Regions from separate parts of the Mus musculus genome. Here region 2 is linked to region 1. The links are chromatin contacts, called in public HiChIP or PLAC-seq maps. All regions are on one chromosome and are shown on one strand. Each heading gives the region's core, a stretch centred on a gene start, on an enhancer-like site or on the middle of the called end of the contact. The rest is flanking DNA. Distances are from core to core; before and after follow the strand shown. Region 1 has its middle 5.8 kb from the start of A330076C08Rik. Region 2 overlaps Gm40931 (a long non-coding RNA gene).

Region 1 (3,424 bases), core at 356-2,855:
CCTGACACATAAGATGGTCCATCTTAGATATTTTGTCAGAACAATGAAAAAGCAGGCACACATGGTTACAAGGAAGCCTGTCTTCTGCCTCTTCAAGTCACTCATACCATCATGGGACCCCACCCTCAAGATCTTCTGAATTTAGTCTTAATGATGCGCCACCCCTACCACGCGAAGACCCCACCTATAAATACCACCAGTACATGTGTTATATTCCCAACAAATGAGCTTCTGGGGGACACATTCAAACCACAGCAAGAGAATTAGTCAGGATTCTCGAGGAGGAGAGGGGCTTTTCTCTTGAGGAACTGGCTCCAGGATGGAAATCCTGAAATCTGCAGGGTAGATGGGCAGGCTGAACACTGAGCACAGGGCTGAGTAGCAGCCCAAATCTGAAGACCCAGAGCAGAGTTCTCATGTCCTCCCGGGTCTAAGGGTTCTGGGGAAATTTGGTTCTTTTTCCTTGAGGATTTCAGTTGGCTGAAGGAGACTCACATGCAGGATAATCTAGTTTACTCAGGCTATTAACTCCAAACCTGTACTGGCTGGTTTTGTGTGTCAGCTTGACACAGCTGGAGTTATCACAGAGAAAGGAGCCTCTCTTGAGGAAATGCCTCCATGAGATCCAGCTGTAAGGCATTTTCTCAATTAGTGATCAAGGCAGGAGAGCTCCTTGTGGGTGGTGCCACCCCTGGGCTGGTGGTCCTGGGTTCTATAAGAAAGCAAGCTGAGAAAGCCAGGAGAGACAGACAATCCAGTCACCAGCACCCCTCCATGGCCTCTGTATCAGCTCCTGCCTCTGAGTTCCTGCCCTGTGTGAGTTCCTGCCCTGACTTCCTTTGGTGATGAACATCAATGTAGAAGTGTAAGCTGAATAAACCCTTTCCTCCCCAACTTGCTTCTTGGTCAGGATGTTTTGTGCAGGAATAGAAACCCTGACTAAGGCAATACCTATATCTAAATAGGCATTTGACCGAATACATGAGCACTGTGGCTGAGTTGATTCGCCAGGACCCAAGGCTGAAATGATCTACTTTCTGAGGTTTATGAACAAATTAGCCGAGCTCTATATACACATAGAGACTTTAGTGAATACGTTCTCACTAAATTTACCCATCCCTCCTGGGAATGCTTGCTCTCTCTCTCTCTCACTGTGGCAGTGACGAGTCCTTGGTGTCAAATATTCCTGAAGTCAGCAGAGTTTTCGTCTCTTCTTTTCCTTCCTTGTGCTGTAAGAGTCTACAGGTTTCCTGTATGGCAATCTGGGGCAGAGCCTGAGTCCTCCTGGTCCCCTGGAGAACCAGGCTACTGGGCATTGCTTTTCACTGGGGCCCTCAGAGAGGCCCAGGAGAAGAGAGGCTCCAAGGGAGGGCAGCTGAGGACAGATGCCCTGGGAACTGTGTTGTTGTTTATACCTTGGCAGGAAGCAGACACCCTCTTTAATTTCCCTGGCAGGGCATGCATGCAGAATGCCTATTGGCCTGATTGTAGTCCCTGTTGTGTCCTGGCCTCTCCCAGCCTGGAAGGATTGTCCCAGAATGGGCCTTTCTACTCCCCAGCCCTTGTTGCCTGGCTCCCTTTTAACTCTAAAGTGGGCTCTATCTCTCTGGGACAGCTGTCCCCTGGCTGGCCTCTCCCTACCTGACCAAGGGAGATACCTTTGAGAGTCAGGCTTCATGGCAGCCTCTGTTTAGAGAAGGGGCAATTTTCATTTGGCCTTGGGATTAAAAACAGAGCTAAATGCAAAAGATCAGAGAGGACAATGGAGAAGGAAATCTGGGGGAGGAAGAAGCCAAAAGGAGGGGTGGGTACAGGGATTGGGGGGTGGGGGGTGGGATGAAGACACCAGTGAAAGAATCAACTCAGCTTTCATCTCTGAGTCTGATCTGTTTTGTGAACCCTAATGGGAAAGGTCATGAATTTTAAAACATGTCTCTCCAGCCGACAGCTCCAGTCATAAAAACCAACCCTGTCGAAAGCTCAGCTGGCACTGGAGGCTGGGCCCATGGAATCTGCAGACAGGGAGGCACGGGAGTGCAGGCCCTTGTCAGGAAGTGAGAGCAAACCAGCCTGAAGCCATCAGCCTGGGCAGGCTCCCAGCTGCATTGGGTAGAGGTCTGCTGCATGCCTGGCCATCAGCGATTTTTTGAGCAGGCCTCACATGGATGCTTGTCGCTGTCAGTGGCAAAAAAAAATCACACAGACACCTGCTGCAGTCTCTGCTCACTGACTCTCAAGGTAGGGGAAGACACAGACTACTGGGGACTGGCCTCTCTCACCAGGGTCATGAGGATAGGCCAGCTCAAGAAAGCAAGGGGACACATCTTCAGTAACAATTCCCAAAGGGTGAGTCTGCAGGGTCGCTGAGCCTGCAACTGGCCAGTTTCCTTATGGACAGTTTTGAAGTAGCAATGAGGTTAAGGGTCATCAAAGCATGAGGAGCTGTAATAAAGGGTCACAGCATTAGGAAGGTCAAGAACCTTCTAGATACTTCTTATAGATAGCCTTGTGGCTCTGGAATGGACCAACAGGGAAGCCACTGGGCAGACTGATAAGGGATTTTCATAATGAGGTTACATGGAGTGAAAAGAGGTCCAATTCAAGTGTGGGTGACAGCCAGGCAAAAGAAAGTCCCAGGGAAAAACACTTTTGCTTTTTGCCTGGCTGCCTTCCAGTCATGCTTGCAGGTACATCTTCTCTGTCCTATCTACCCTATTGTTGCTGTTATTCTTCTCCAGCCTTCGAACCTAGACTGAAGACCACAGTGTCTCCAGGAATCTTCCAGGCCTGCAGCATCCACCTGCGATGGCCCAGGTACCTAGCCTCATGGACTGAAGAGCTACAGGGGTCTCAGGCTCTCCAGTATGAAGACAACCATTGTTGGACAACCCAGCTCATTTCCTGCAAGCCAATCTAATAAATCCCCTTCTAATGTGTATCATTCTGTTGGTTCTGTTCCTCAAGTGAGGACACGGATCAGACAGAATCGGCCCTTCTGCGATCAGCTTGTTTAACTTCACATGACATCTTCACGTTTGTTCCTGTCATAGTGTATTTTAAAATGGTGGTAAAAATATATGGGCATGAGGTACTGTTTATCATTTTAACTCTTGTAAGTGTATGATTCAGCACTGCCCATACAGCCATAGTGCTATGTGACCATCAGCTATGAAACGCTCATTGTCCCTAGCAGAAACTATACACCCACACATGGACATTCCCACTTCTCTCTCCATCTCCATAATACTCTTTATCTATGAGTCTGACTAGTGTAGATTCTGCAGGTTATCTTTTTTCAGTTGGGACTCAGAATAGAACAGAAAGGATTCAGAGAGTGCCTCAGAGATAGAGACCAGCAACAAGTTCACTCCATTGGAGATGGGTCTTCATGGACCCATGGACCCTGCAAGGGGAAAGAAAACAA
Region 2 (3,424 bases), core at 428-2,927, 390 kb before region 1:
CCGTTCTCCTAAGTGTCAGTGGTTACATTTTCATTGTCCTGCAACCCCTGTTAACTCTTGTCTGCCTTTATTGACTTTAGGATTGAGGTACCATTCCTGACTCTGCCTGGCACACACTCAGTGCTTCTTGTGAAATGGAATGAAGGACTAGTTCCACACGCACACAGACACAGACACAGACACAGACACACACACACCCCAAGACAGGGTTTCTCTGTGTAGCCCTGGCTGTCCTGGAACCCACTCTGTAGACCAGGCTGGCCTCGAACTCACAGAGAAAAGACCAATTCTTAAACACAAAATGAACTCCTTACTGATTATTAATCAGATCCCCTTGGACCTCAGTGTTCTAAGACAAGCCTGATTTATGGTTAACTTAGCCCGGGTCAGGTGTTATTGCTGATTTTGCTTTTTCCTGAAGAGACAGGATGATCATAGTTCACTTTCACGTTTAGGTTCCTCCTCCGACATGGAGAATGAGACCATGCCCTTGTGCATGCCCGGTGAGGCATGCTTTCTAGCCATAGATCATTTTTAATAGCAGAATATAGTCTGGAATATTAGTGTTCTCCTGATTTCAAAATTCCAATCATTGCCTTAATAAATTAAAGTGGAAAAACAGACGCACATTTGTGTGTAGGCACAGGTTCCTCAGTTCGAATGTGTAGGCCAGAAAACAGCTTGCAGGAGTCGCTTCTCCTTTTCTACCAAGTAGGTGCCAGGCATCAAACTTGTGTCCTCAGACTTGAGAGCAGGTGTCTTTACTCTATGGGCCATTTTGCCAACCTCCTTTTTTTTTTTTTTTTTTTTTTGAGGCAATGCCTAGGGTAGACCAGCCTGGCCTTGAATTTACAGCCTCACCCTCCTGAGTCCTGGAAGACAGGCAGCCATTACCACACCCAAGCCCTCGCCAGTTCTGATGAAGCTACGGAGTATCTGGAGGCCTAAGATGTAGGAGGCACATGCACGGCCAGTCCAGTGGGTGAGGATTCCAAACCTCTGAGTCTTCACTTCAGCAGCGTAATTCAATCTGAACTCCTCTTGCCCGTGGCCTTGCTGATGAATGACTGTCCTCTGATGGACCAAGGAGAGAAGATAACAAGAGAAGGGGACAAATTAGGTCAAGCTCCAACCTCTGTCTCTGCCTGACTTTTCTTGCTCCACTTGCCCATGGCTGGCTATTTTATCTGCTCCTGACAAAGAGTTTTCAGTGATTATAACCAGGTTAAGCTCTCAAATGAGCACAAGCTAAGAATAAATACAGCCCCAGGGAACGTGCTCATTAAAAACACCTGCAGAGCTGAACGAAGCGAAACCCGACTGTAATCCCAGCACTCAGGAGGCTGAGGCCGGGTGACTGAAACTTTGAGGTCAGCTTGGACGATACAGTGAGTTCAAGGTCAGCCTGAGCTGTATAGGGAGACCCTAACAACCAACCAATCAACCAACTCAAAAACCTAAGGAGTTAAAAGAAAGTAAACTGAGCTGAAAAACAACAAAACAACACACACACACACACACACACACACACACACACACACCCCTTCAGTAAGATTACAGAAACCATGGCAGACTTATCTAAAATCCTTGGGACCCTATGGGTTTCAGAATGAGACCTACCATCCCTAGAAGGGTCTCTTGCAGTATTGTGCAAATGTCATACAGTTTCTTCAGCCAAAGGCTAGCCAGAGAATGAGATAAAGTCTATTAATAACCTTCTGTCAGGTCAGGTCAGGCCAAGCCTTGACACCCAGTGAGTTATATAATAATGGTTGGGGGACCTTCTTGAATTTCCTAGACTCTTCATTGCCTCGCTGGCTCCTTTCCACCTCGTTCTTTCACTGGAGTAGACAATTGCCATCATTAGGATGTTAAGACATGCTATGCCACCGTCCCCTGCATTCCTCTAGGCAATGAGAGAGTTGAGTTTTTCCGTCCGAAAAATTCGCCTCTACTTGTTAATAATGGAAATGGGTTTGCGGCAGTTTGACAGGTGGTTTGTAGAATTCTGCCAATTCTAAGAGTATTTGGAGTTCTGGAGACCAGAGGGACGGAGAGAACACACCCAGTGTGGCTGTCCACTCTAGGTCAGGGCAGGCAGGGGACAGGACAGCTGCTACACAGACTTTGTGTCTGGAGGAAGTGGTTTTATCTGGGCAGTCAAAGGTTAGGAGTGTAAAAGTCAGGGTTCTAGTTTCAAGTGAGAAGTCACTGAAACAGTTTTACCAGACACTGACTGGGCCTAAAGAGAAATACTGATCCGAGCTTCCCCATCTCCTTCAGAGCTGAGCTCTGTCCCAGGCTGTGGACAAGGCTCAGTGGTAGACCTCTTACCCCAGCATCAGGAGAGCTGTGGGTCCATCCTCTACTGTAAACAATGACTCTCTCCTGTTTGTTCTTCACCTGAACTGTGCCTTCTAGGCTCCTCTTGGCTACACCCTACTGTTCTTTCAGGACCCACTTCAGACATCATCTGGAAGCCCCAGCCTGCCCTCCCTGGGGACTGTTAACTGTGACCCCCACTAGCCTTTGCTGGCACCCGACAGCTCTTCCTTCAGTGCAAGGCAAACTTGACCACGGCGAGCACTGAGGTCTTTCTTCTTTATTTCAGTGCTGAGGCTTTAATCCAAGGCTTTGCCCCTGGAGACATGCACCCTACCATTAGCCCACTCTCTTGTTCTCATGAGTACTTGGCACAGTGCCTAGGTCAACGAGACGTTGGCAAACGACAAGAGTGTAGAGCTGCTGACTTGGCTTAATGTCAGATTCCCTGCCTAGCATGTGCAAGGCCCTGGGTTCAGCTCTCAGCACTACCAGTTACATACCCTACCCCCCACGAGCTATTAGTTAAATATGTTTAAATATAGCTAATACTCAGCTATCCTTTTCCATCTCTTTATTTTTTCTTAGGTGTTACTGTTACTATTACTTTTTTCCTTAGTCTCCTCTAGTCCAGTCTGGACCCCGATATGTTACATAGCAACTGTGTGGACATTGACTCTTATCCCCCCACTTGACTCTGATACTTCCCAAGTGTTGAGATAATAGTTTTGAACACAGTACCTGTTTTTAACCAATGGCTTCATGGATGCTACTCAAGTACTCTACCAATGGAGTCACATCCCATTGCTTCATTTTGACTCTTCGTTTTGTGGTGCTGGGAATCGAACTTAACACCTTGCATGTGTCAAATAGTCACATACTCCATCACTGAAATTCATCCTGAATCTCCTCTAGCTTTAAAAAAAAAGTCATATTTATGTAATTCAAGTGACAAATATTATTACATGGATGAAATTTTGGAATGTAGGAGTTGCCACCATCCTCCAGTGGAGAACTGTGGGATTATGTATTGTTATGACTTGTGAGAATTGTTGAAGTGGAAGTTGCTGGTTACATGGTAGGAGAACCATGCCCTTCCAAA

What was found. HiChIP or PLAC-seq counts read pairs in DNA pulled down with a chosen protein or histone mark.
Region 2: a contact with region 1 is called in an H3K27ac HiChIP or PLAC-seq map of heart atrium, with 4 times the contacts expected there. The contact joins two enhancer-like sites. A contact is called at or near these places in 1 of 484 Hi-C or Micro-C datasets (myocytes) and 3 of 115 datasets of contacts at active chromatin or transcription factors (cardiomyocytes, embryonic stem cells and heart atrium).

The regions. Positions count from the first base shown.
Region 1 is chr13:44,220,597-44,224,020 of GRCm38.p6, reverse strand. No RefSeq gene overlaps it. Among named protein-coding and RNA genes, the nearest start is that of A330076C08Rik, 5.8 kb to the right of the region's middle. Within about 2 kb of position 1,605, at least 32 of the 459 cell types and tissues checked have an H3K27ac peak or open chromatin away from gene starts, as enhancers often do. A contact at or near this core is called in heart atrium, where this site is marked.
Region 2 is chr13:44,606,779-44,610,202 of GRCm38.p6, reverse strand. The region is part of intron 1 of Gm40931 (a long non-coding RNA gene); the gene reads left to right. Among named protein-coding and RNA genes, the nearest start is that of Gm40931, 29 kb to the left of the region's middle. Within about 2 kb of position 1,677, at least 21 of the 459 cell types and tissues checked have an H3K27ac peak or open chromatin away from gene starts, as enhancers often do. A contact at or near this core is called in heart atrium, where this site is marked.